Regions from separate parts of the Cricetulus griseus genome. Here region 2 is linked to region 1. Evidence: chromatin contacts called from public Hi-C data. All regions are on one chromosome and are shown on one strand. The core of a region is the stretch at or near the end of the contact, and the rest is flanking DNA. Distances in the headings are between cores, read along the strand shown.

Region 1 (5,675 bases), core at 805-3,304:
AAAAAACTGTGTGCACGACAAAACTATCTGGGTTGAAGTGAAAAAATGGCCAAGGGTGTGACAGATTTGAAGCAAGGGAACTCAAACTTATTTTTTTTCTTCTTTCCTTTTTGGTTTTTTGACACAGGGATTCTCTGTAACAGCCCTTGCTGTCCTGGAACTCACTGAGATCCACCTGTCTCTACCTCCCAAGTGCTGGGGTTAAAGGTGTGTGTGTAACTCACTGAGATCTACCTGCCTCTGCTTCCCAAGTGTTGGGATTAAAGGTGTGCATGGAACTCATTGAGATCCACCTGCCTCTGCCTAGAACATCCTGGGATTAAAGGCGTGAGCCACCATCTCCCTCCTGGTGGCAGTCAAACTTTTAAGGCCCACAGTTAACAGCCGATAGTATACTGTGAAGAAGTAATCTGTCTTCTCTACAAAAGTCAATCTAACCATGGTAACTTGTTCAAGGGCAACCTGGATCCCGTTAGGGGCTGGGAGAAAATAAAGCAAAACTGGGGTTAAATAGATTTAATTTTCATTAGTCAACACTAGAGTGACTTGAAGTGTTCAATCCTTTTAATACAAGATGCTGTTCTGAGGTTTCTATTTCTCGATAAACTGGCAAAAGTCAACACTATTAGCTCTAAAGTCAAATCTCTTTCCACTATAATGAATACTAAAAACCACACAACAAATCCGAATGGGAAAAGGGCTTAAGAGTGTCTTTCGAGGCATTCATGTTTGGCCAGTATGTGGATTCCCGACACAGCAAAACAGACTCTGTCTAGCAAAAACTATACCTCGTTAAAAACACAAAATAGACAAGCTAATATGCCTATAAAAGTAGAAATTTGGGATGCGAGGAAGAAATCCTTATTCTTCAATTTCTCTTTGCTCATTTGTGAACTAGCCTTAGAACATATACAGCCTATAGTTACATGAACTTTTTCATGACCCTTTTAAAGGTAGGGATTCTGATTAAATAGCCGTGCTAATGTTTCAACTCGTGTTCAAAGCCTTTACGGCATTTCTTTAGTGTGGATTTAGTCAAATCCTTTCTAAATGGTTCTCACTATGGGGCAGGGACCTCCATCTAGGGAGAGAAGACAAAGGGAGGGAGAACGAAGAAAGGTACTGTTTCGAAGGAACGCTTTGGGGAGGAAAGTGTGAACGGGGGCGAGTGATGTACTGGCTCGTCTTTACTGTGCACAGACTCACAAGGCCTGGGCTTCAGTCAGTACCTTTAACGATCAGGTAGGCGATGGCCAGGAGGAAAGCAAGGAGGCCGGCGAAGAGCAGCGAACAGAGAATGGAAAGGACCTGGACAGACCACCGCCGAGTCTGGCTTCTGGTGGCCGCAGTCGCCGGGAAGATGCCGTTGCGCTTCTCGGGCAGGACGGGTGACCCATCCCCGACCGGCGGGAGTAGCGGGGCCCTCTTGGGCTCCCACGACGCCCCGGCTGAGAACTCCGCCCGCAAATCGCGGGCTACTTGGTCGCATCCCTCGTCTTCGTCGATTTCGCCCGCACCCCAGCCATCGCCATCCCCGAGAGTGAAGTCGGAATACACAGGCCGAGTCACCGGGCCTGGGGTGACCTGGCGGCGCCGTCGCGCGGCCACAGACCTCGCACTCTCTACGAAGGACATGGCGGGAAAAGACTGAGAGCCCCGCGCGGGTCGAGCGTCCGCCGCCGCCGCCCTACTCCAGCAACAGCCAATCAGCGGCGGCTGTCGGCGGCCCGACCAACGCTCGCGGAACTGCAGGGGCGCTGGAGCGGCGGACTGACAATTGCGGGTTCCCCTTCGGGATGCGCTGTGGAGGGGCGCGCGCCCGTGACCCCACTGCCGCACACAGCCCCAACTTCTTGGGCCCTTTCAGGTCCCGTCGGCGCGCACCGCCGGTCCCTCGTTAACAGCAGCTCCCCGCTCAGCCCCGCTGTTTCCTAACTGCCAATCGCTTCCTCCCTCCGGCGTGGAATCTCCGCCTCCACAGATTCCCCGCCCGCTACGGTGCGCGCCTCCTCCCTCGGCTCGGGCGCGCGCAGAGCTGGAGCACACCCCCCTCCCCCGCACAGGACCCCTCCCGGCGCGCGCGCGCGCGCGCGCGCACTAGGCCGATAACGCTGGGGGCCGCTTACCCCGCCCCCACCCCACCCTTGGTGGCCTCAGGTTTGTGGGGCGAACGTAGTTCGGGTGGGGGGGGTGGCGAGAGTGGCAGCGCGCCACTGCCCCACCCCCGGCGGGGTGAGGTGGTTCAAGGCCGGGAAGCTGGGTCCCGGCCGCGTCCGCCTTCCTGGGGGAAGTTGGTGGAGTTGTCCCGGCTGAGCGCTCGACGCAGAAACTTCCTCCGTCCCCCTCCCCCTCTCCATGCAGGCGACGCCGAGCGAGGCTGAGGCGGGGGGCGAATCGCCGCAGAGCTGCGCTTCCGTAGCGCGCTCTGATTGGACAGCCGGGAAGCCTGTCAGTTTATTGGCCCCGCTGATCCCGCCCCGTAGCTCAGGGCAGCCTTTACCCTTTGGCCCCAGCGGGCGCCAGCCACTCAGATCGCTTCTTGTTGGTATGTGTAGCGGCAGTGGCCGCCGACGGAGCAGTCTGAGCCCGACGATGAGGCCGGGGACTGGAGCCGAGCGTGGAGGCCTCATGGTGAGTGAAATGGAGAGCCAACCTCCCTCGCGGGGTCCCGGGGACGGGGAGCGGAGATTGTCCGGCTCAAACCTGTGCTCCAGTTCTTGGGTCTCTGCTGACGGCTTCCTGAGGAGACGGCCCTCGGTAAGGGATCGGCTGGGTAGGGAAAAGCGGCACAATGAAAAACCGAGTCAGAGAAACAGGAAGCTTTCTCCAAAAGGAGAAGAGTGTACCAGGAAGAGCTCCAGATGGTGGGCTGCGTCCCAAGGGAGAGGGATGGAGGGCGGGAATGCACAAAGACGGATGTGGGACCTTGGACGTTCCAGCGGTCTTGGCCTAGACAGAGATACCTTAGGAAGGTGCTGGGCCCCGGGCGCGCTGTGCATCCGAGAGCCCTAGGCCTCTTTTATAGTGGGGAACCGTAAGTCTGCAGGACTTCATAGAGAAGCTGCCATAGTTTGTTTTCTCCGGAGAGTGGTGGCGGTGGGTTTGTTTGCAGGGGTGGGGATTCTGTTGGGAGAATTGGCAGCAGATACTTAGTTTCAGGCCAGGAACAATGAACATATATATATGTGTATGTACACGTATAGATATGTAATATTTTAAGTTCTCTTAAACGGGTCAATTTGTTATTTGCATTTAGTTTCTGGGACAGAATGACAGTCTGATACTTTAACTATATTAGAATATTTGACTTAGGAACTAGTATATTTGTTTCTTAATGAAGTACTCTTGGGTACCCACATTCTGTTTTATGACAAAACCTCATCCAAATTAATGTATTTTTAAGTAACATAAGCTGGTTATATGTATAAAGGGGACAAAGTTGTGTTCACAGTAACAATTTTTAAGTTGGAATTCAATACATAGCCACCAAGTGTAGACAGTCATTTAGCAGTTGATTAAATCACCGGGGAGGGTGCTGTAATCCTATAATGGATTTAACTTTTCCCTGTTTTGTTAATTTTCAGGCTCTTTAAAATAATCACTAGTGTATTTTAAGGTTACTATTGGTATATGCTAGTCTAATAATTTAATCACACTTTGAAATAATATTGTGCCTTACAGGTTGATTTTTTTTTTTTAAGTCACATTTTTAAGAAACAATCCTGTGTCTTCCTCACTTTTCATTTTTCATTGTTTTTCAGATGGGGCATCCTGGCATGCATTATGCACCAATGGGAATGCACCCTATGGGTCAGAGAGCAAACATGCCTCCTGTACCTCATGGAATGATGCCACAGATGATGCCCCCTATGGGAGGGCCTCCAATGGGACAAGTAAGAATATGTTTTGTACTTTGTTTATTTTTGTTTTATTGTGTCCAGATTTTTAAATGTAGGCCAGTGCTGTACTTCTAGCTGTTTAAGGGTTAGTTTATATCCATATGTTTTCAAACAAGACAAAATGTTGATCATGACTGTAACCAAATTTTGAATATAGTAAGACTTTTATAAAAAATTTACTCATTTCCTCAACAAAATTAATATTTAAAGTGTCTTTAAGCTGGGCGTAGTGGCACACACCTCTAATTCCAGCACTCAGGAGGCAGAGGGAGATATCTGAATTCCTGACCAGCATAGTCTACAGTGGAAGTTCCAGGGCAGCCAAGATGACACAGAAACACTATCTCAAAAAAAGTCTTTAAAGTGACATTATACATCTAGGCTCTTTAACTTAGTGACTTTTTCCAGGCATGTTGATTGTTAATGATTGAGGGGTAATATATAATATATGTATGTATGTATGTATGTATGTGTATATACACGTATATATATTATATATATATATATATATATTACTGTGTAAATGCTTAGTAGCATCAGAAAAATAGTAATTACTTGGGATTTTCATTTAGAATGAATTTTGTTCTTGGAATATCTTCCTCTTGTTGGGTGTGGAGGGATTTTATGCTCTATTACTAATTCTTCCCTGGACAGTGCCAAATAGGTAGCTCATTTCCTACTTAATCTTTAAAACGATTATTGCTTCCACACTCCTACTTGTGAGTTGCCCCTTGCATCTCTAACACAAACTGTAAATGGACATTTTGTGGAAGTGATGTGGATGAAAAGATTTTAGCTGACTCTGATTCTGGTAGGCAAAATTTCTATTTGTAAGTTAGAAGTGTTCAAGAAAGGCAAGAGCTTCAGTTTCATGAACAGTTGTGTCCTATGGAAGGTTTTATAATACAGAGATCCTTGGGCGGGTTGGGTTATTCCATTTGAATGTCTTAGTAAGTCATGAAAACCGGGTAACAAAATAATTTTGAAAACCAGTTGTATGTTTTCTTTTGCTAATGAGTGCTGTTGACTTTGATAATGGCTTAAGCAATGAAGACTAAAGTTATTGGTGAAATTGCAGTGGAAACAGGAGCTTGTCGTGTTTCTCTTCTTTTACTTTAAGAGTAGAATGGCTTGAGTGGTTTTCTTTTATATTTGGAATACAGCCCTTAATTTTGTATAAATTTTTTTTTCAAAGGCACCAGACTGAAAAGATTCTGCCTACAGGAGTTCCTTATATAAAAGATTCTTTTGCTCTGTTACTCTAGAATAACAGTACTTTAAGCTCCCTAGGAGATGCAGAGACAACTCTAATTCCCCTTCTGTACCTTTCATCTCAAAGCAGCACAAAGCCCTTCTTGTTTTCTTGGTAGAGCTGCTCTAACTAGATAATGAGCTTTAAAAAAAATATTTATTCTTTAAATGCTCTGGTTCTTATTTAAAATTAGTTTCTTTCCACAGAAAGATAAAATAAAACAATTTGCTACTGCCAGATGCTTCTCTCTTTTCTGGGGCCTTCTGTTTCCATTGGGCCAGTCAAGGTAAGTTTTGCAAGGGGTTGACCTGCTTACCCTTGCTGTAATGGTGCTGTTGCACTAGCAAACCCGAGATACCAGCTAGTCATTTTCAGAACAAGGCAGATTTTATTTTTGAAGTAATTGGCATAAGCTGGTCACAGTTTGTTTTATGGCCCCTTCTCTTTAGCTGTGCCAGTGACTGCCTTCCTAATAAGTTTACTTGCTACTCATATACTTCAGATATTCTGAATTTTGCTTCATG
Region 2 (5,675 bases), core at 2,169-4,668, 420 kb after region 1:
GTTATGGCCCATAGGCCCTCCCAAGGTGGTTGCTATGCTATGCGCATCATTGCTGTGCACTTGTCTGTAAAGTACACCCAGAGCCGTAAAGCATAGCACCACCAGCTAACTTCTGATTGGTTCCTTGCCACAAGGCAGGCATCTGACCTCTTAGTGACCAAGGCAAGGTCATGGCGAGCACGTGTTACTGTCATGGCTGCCGAAAGGGGCAGCTGGTCCCTTCACTACCCATACATTATTTATTTACTATTGTGCTTGTGAGACAGGGACGCACAATGTAGTCCAGGCTGACTTCAAACTGTCAATTATTCTTCTTCAACCCATCTGAGTGCTGGGATTATGGGCATTCTCCATGGTGCCTGGTTTTAAATGGATCTATACCAAAATATCTTTGGTCTATACTGAGGCTATTCATGGACATTTTCCTAATTTTTTCTTATGAATTCTCTTCTAGTAGTTACATAAGTCATTCTCTCATTGTCTGAATATAATTCCTTGAAAGAAAAGTATTTCCATCATTTATTTTCATGCCCCATCAACTCACGGTCCCCACCATTAGTATTTTGCATTCAGTAGACACGCAGTGTTTACCAGTCAATTAGCATAAATGCTCTTGTTTTTCACTTTATGGGCTGTTAGGGCCCATAAAGATGGGTCCACTTCTTCTCACCTCAATGTCAAAGAGTTCAAAACTGTCCTTTGTAAGTCAAAAGACCTAAAGGTCTAATGTTTGGCTACTGCAGGATGTTTAGGCCTTGGTAGTCGATGTCTTATCTAAATAACAACAGACTTGGGCTCAGGTGTGTTTACCCTTGACTCTGCAAGTTGGATAACAGGTGTGGCTACCAAATGCCTGGAGGATTAAGGGAAGTAAGTCTGTTTGATCCTTATACATGATAACAGAAGTCTTCTGCCATGTCCTGTCCATGACCACCCCCCCCTTTTGGTTGGGTACTTAAGAATGTTGAAGAATAAACACAGGGCATTCAGTAGTCACTGGATTACCCTCCTGACTCTATCCTGTGTCTTTGTCTTTCTCTTAACTTCTTTACCTACCCTTTCTCAATTCACACTGCCCCCTCAGGTACGAACTGGGCAAGTTAGCTGGCTCCAACTGTAGCCCCACAAAGTAGCTTCCTGTAGGGAGATACCGTAACTATGCCTCCTAAGGGCTGGCTACAGGTGTGTCTGACCATGCCTGTCGGGGGGGGGGGGGCTTAAAAACCTATTACACATCATTCTGACCTCACCTTTACCACGCTCAGGGCGTGGTCAGGCACAGCTTCCCACATGCAGCAATCATTTTTTCGAGACAGGGTTTCTTTGCTTATGGCTGTCCTGGAACTCGCCCTGTAGATCAGGGTGGCCTCAAACTCACAGATATCTGCTTGTCTCTGCCTTCCAGTGCTGGGATTAAAGGCATACTCCATCACCACCTGATCTGATTCCATCATATTTGTGAACCTAACTTTATAGCTGATAATGTATTCACCATTCCAGATTACTTCACCTGTGAGGGTTCTATTAACATCTCCTAATACTAAAGGTTGGAAAATAATTTTTGTTTATTTAAAGTATAGATATGAAAGGTAATCCTCCACTACACAGGTCAATCTGGACTACAGAAGAGCTTGTCTCAAAACTGATACAAGAATCCATACATAGATATTTAAATGTAGAAGTAATTCTCACAATTTAAAAAATCACTGAAAAATTGGGAGCCCCAGAAGGGCTAACATTTCAACAAATGGCTGATATTTACTAGTAGCTACCAGCTTTAGTCTAAAAACGTTTATTTTAATTAATTTACTTGAGAGAGAGTCTCACTATGCAGTCCTATCTGGCCTGGAACTCAACATATATCAACCTGTCTGTACTACCACATCCTACCCTAAAAATCTTTCAAATTTTAAAAAAAATATGTGTGTTTATGATGTGTGAGAATCTGGGTGTGCTCAAGCTACTGTTTAAGAGTGAGGTCACTTTTCAGGACTTGGTTCTATCCTTCCATAGTAGCTTTCTGGGGACTGGACATGAGCTCTTATGGCTTGGGCAGGGAGGGCTGTTACTACTGAATCATTTCATTGGCTCAAGGTCCCAGCTTTAGATGTGTGATTTTCAATTCAAAAGCCAGGGCTACATTCTAAAAGTATTTATTGATCACCTACTTGCCAGATACTGTTTTTTAGTCCTTGGGTTCATAATAGTAAATAAAGCTCATGGAATTTATACTCTAATGAAAACAAATACCACAATTAGTTGTTCCTTAGAGAATGATAAAAGATATGAACAAAATATGAACCAAAATATGTGGAGAAGTAAAGGGCATGGTTTGCAGGAAGGGTGTTTGCACAAATACATTCACTTAAATGCCTGGATGGATCCTGTGGGAACCTGAGTTTATGACTCTTACTAACAACCAAATCATTATAAATGTTTTTGCACTATAAAGCTTGAGCAAGTCAAAAGCAAGAGTGTACTTCCACTCATCTTTGAAGAGTACTCAGATCCGTCAGCCCCTTGCCTCCCAAGTGCTGCGATTAATGGCATGAGCCACACACAACTCGGGGCATAAGGATTTTTAATTATGTTTCTGAGTGTGAGTATGTGAACCTGAGTGTAGATGCCAACCAAGGCCAGAAGAGGGTGTCAGGTTCCCTGGAACTTAGAGTTCCTGGCTGCTCTACCCGTCGCCCCCCTTCCCTCCCCGTGGAGACTAGAACCAAACTTTGCCAGCAAGGGCTCTTAATTGATGAGCTCTCTCTCCAGTTCCTTCACTCATCTCTGTATTTCTTGGTCCAAACTTTGTTTTCATACTGAAGAGCTGAGAAGCGAAGGCGAAGAGTCTCTCCGCGCTCGCTTTCCCGAGTGCTTGGTCAACTGAAGGATCCAACAAACATCAGCAACCTAGGAGTCAATCGACAGATTCTCAACGCTCCCCATAGGCCAGCGGTTCCGTTTCCATAGCAACCGGGACGCGGAGCGCGCGCGCGCGGCCCCAGAGGCCAAGACCTGACCTGGTACCCAGGTAGTACTCGGGTGAGAATGGAGCCTCTGTCATAGTCTGGGGCGAAGGGACCCACATCCCGGGACCGCGCACTCCGCCTCGCCTCCGGGACGCAGCAAGCTCGCCGGCCACCAGCGTCTCAAGCATAGACAACTTCCGGCCTCGAAGTTCCACCCCGCCTCCGAGGCTCGCCCGGGTCCTCGCCGCGGCAAGGTGACCGTGGCTTTCGCCTGGCCTGAGCAGCAGTCGGGCCAGGGGCTGCTACGTCCTTAGGACTGCGGTGAGAGCTTTGCAGGTGCTAGTGCTCGGCCGTCCGTCGTGCGGCCCCGCCGGCGGGGCTGGAGCAGAGGACGGCCGGGCGCAGGGCGCACAGGCGCGCGCGGGGCAGGCGCGGAGGCGGAAGTGAGGGCACGGCCTGGCCAGCCGTCTAGGAAGCCGCCGCGGGTCGCCCAGCGGGAGTATTTGGAGCCCCGCCGGACCGTCGCATTTCAGCCTCGGATGCCGGCGCGATGCCTCTGTTCACAGCCAACCCGTTCGATCATGACGTGGGTGAGTACGGTGACCTGCGCCGTCCGCGCCGGGGAAAGTGGGCGGCGGTCCTGGTGCCTGAGAAGCCAGGCGGAGAGCGAAGGGGCGGTGCAGCTCTCGACAGCGGGGGGCAGCCTCGGAGCGTCTCTGGCCAGGCTACCTCCTACCTGTCAGAGATTGGGGTACCTATCAGGGCTGTTCTCGTCACCCAGAGCAGGAGTGGGGAAAAGGCAGGATCGCTGGAGGCTCAAGTTGCTGATACAAACTTCCTGATTTCTCCAGAGCTGGTTAACACCCTTCCCCTTGGAAGAAAGTGCAGTGGTGGCCATCCTGCTGCCTAGGGTAGTCCCGAACCAGAAACCTAGACTCACCAGGCTTAACTCACATCGCTTCCGTATAAACACATTCAAGCTCTGATGGTTGCATTTTCAATGTTTACTGACGTTCTGAATGTGCTGCGAGAGCCAGTCTCAGAGAATGAAAAGGAAGACTCTCAGGATCTCTAATTAGCCCAGAACAACTGATGTTTGTTGGAGTCAAACTTCTGGTTATTCAGGTAGTATAGGTCTTTCAGAATTAGGAAAAGATGGATGGAGTAAGCATAATATTAACAGTAAAAGCAAACGGGCTGGCAGTATTCTTGAAGCAGTAGTTAACAGGCTCCTAGCGACATTTTAGGATTTAAGTGATTTTGAGTCAAAATGTTACATATTTTAGCAGTGAGCTACCAGTTCAGTTACAATTCCTTAGTGAAGAGAAGTCTAGAAAGTGCCTCATTTTGTTCTACAACTCTCACAAGTCATGTTCAAGTGTATGGGAGACTAATTATATAGGAAGCATGTTGAGGCTTAGTCGCTGATTTGGGATAATTGTTCTTTTATTACATTACCTACGTGAGGCATTGCACTTTTTAATTTTTATTGAATTAATTTAACTTTCACAGTGAGTCTGTATATAGTCCAAGCTGGCTTCAAATTCCCAAAACCTCTGTTTTAGCATCGAGAATTCTGGGATTCCAAGTCTGGGCCTCCACTAGGCTTGAGACCTGCATGTCTTACTGTAAAAGCTTTCATTTTGCTGTAATGAAATGAATCAGAAAAGGCAAAACAGAGGAGGCTATTTTATTTTTTCTTTTATTTATGTGCATGGGTGTTTTTTCTGTATGCTAAGTTTGTCACTTGTTTGTTGTGTCTGAGGAGGTCAGAAGATCATGTTGGATCACCTGGCATTGCTGTTACAGAGTCGGATGAGCCACCATATGAACTGAGCCATCTCTCCAGCCCAAGACAGGGTATTTAAAATATAAAACCTGTGAACTCTTTCTTCTAGGAAATAGTTCATGGAAGCCTGTTGTGTTCTTATTGCAAACATTTCTGGTAGCAGTAGTCTGAGTTACTCTGCCCAGTTTATGTTTCTAAACTTTTCCCTCAGTGGTTTCTGAAATCCTTGCATCATAGTTTAGTGTAGATTTCTTAGGCTCTGATCTTCAGACAGAAACAAACAAACAAACAACCTGTGTAGATATATCATGGGCTATGTCAACTAGAACTTGAAGTGTTTCTTCATCAGCTCTCACATGACTAAATTCAGTTTCCAAAATGTCAAGTTAAGGGTGAAAGAATGAGTTTGATGGAGGCCCACCTAGACAAATGAATGCAACTAGGGAAAAAAGGGAATGAAATTCTAAGGAGCTCAGACTGGTCTGAAACTTACATCAGAGAAAAATTACATGTTCTAGTTTTCAGACCTTAAGGACTCTTAATGCAGAAATGTTAAATAGTACAAAGCAAGTCATTATCTGACTTGAGCATTACAGCAAAGTTCTTTTACAGTGTGTCTTGACTTCTCTTCCTCTCTCTCTCTCTCTCTCTCTCTCTCTCTCTCTCTCTCTCTCTCTCTCTCTCTCTCTCTGTTTTTTAAAGACAGGGTTTCTCTGTGTAGCCCTGGCTGTCCTGGAACAAACTCTGTAGACCAGGTTGCCTCTTTCTCCCGAATGCTGGGGTTAAAGGCATGTACCACCATTGCTCATCTTTTTTCAGCATTGTTTTTATTTCTCCTCCCCACCCCCCTTACCTGTGTTCACTCTTTTATTCACCAAAAATTCAAGGGGTGATTACTGTATATTAGGCATTGTGTTAAG

What was found. A called contact is a pair of places that touch in the nucleus more often than the background predicts.
Region 2: a Hi-C map of the CHO-K1 cell line shows a contact between it and region 1, with 4 times the contacts expected there. The contact joins the promoter of Stam2 here to the promoter of Arl6ip6 in region 1. A contact is called at or near these places in 2 of 8 Hi-C or Micro-C datasets (the CHO-K1 cell line and liver).

What each region holds. Positions count from the first base shown.
Region 1 is chr6:121,191,929-121,197,603 of CriGri-PICRH-1.0, forward strand. It overlaps Arl6ip6 (ADP-ribosylation factor-like protein 6-interacting protein 6), which reads right to left and starts at 2,055. Exons shown (of 5, transcript XR_003486327.2): 1 at 1,230-2,055. Prpf40a (pre-mRNA-processing factor 40 homolog A) reads left to right here and starts at 2,204. Exons shown (of 26, transcript XM_027420421.2): 1 at 2,204-2,757; 2 at 3,762-3,893. The coding sequence starts at 2,356.
Region 2 is chr6:121,613,875-121,619,549 of CriGri-PICRH-1.0, forward strand. Stam2 (signal transducing adapter molecule 2) reads left to right here and starts at 3,419. Exons shown (of 13, transcript XM_027420434.2): 1 at 3,419-3,556. The coding sequence starts at 3,517. It overlaps LOC118239057 (a long non-coding RNA gene), which reads right to left and starts at 3,296. Exons shown (of 2, transcript XR_004770487.1): 1 at 3,018-3,296; 2 at 2,565-2,907.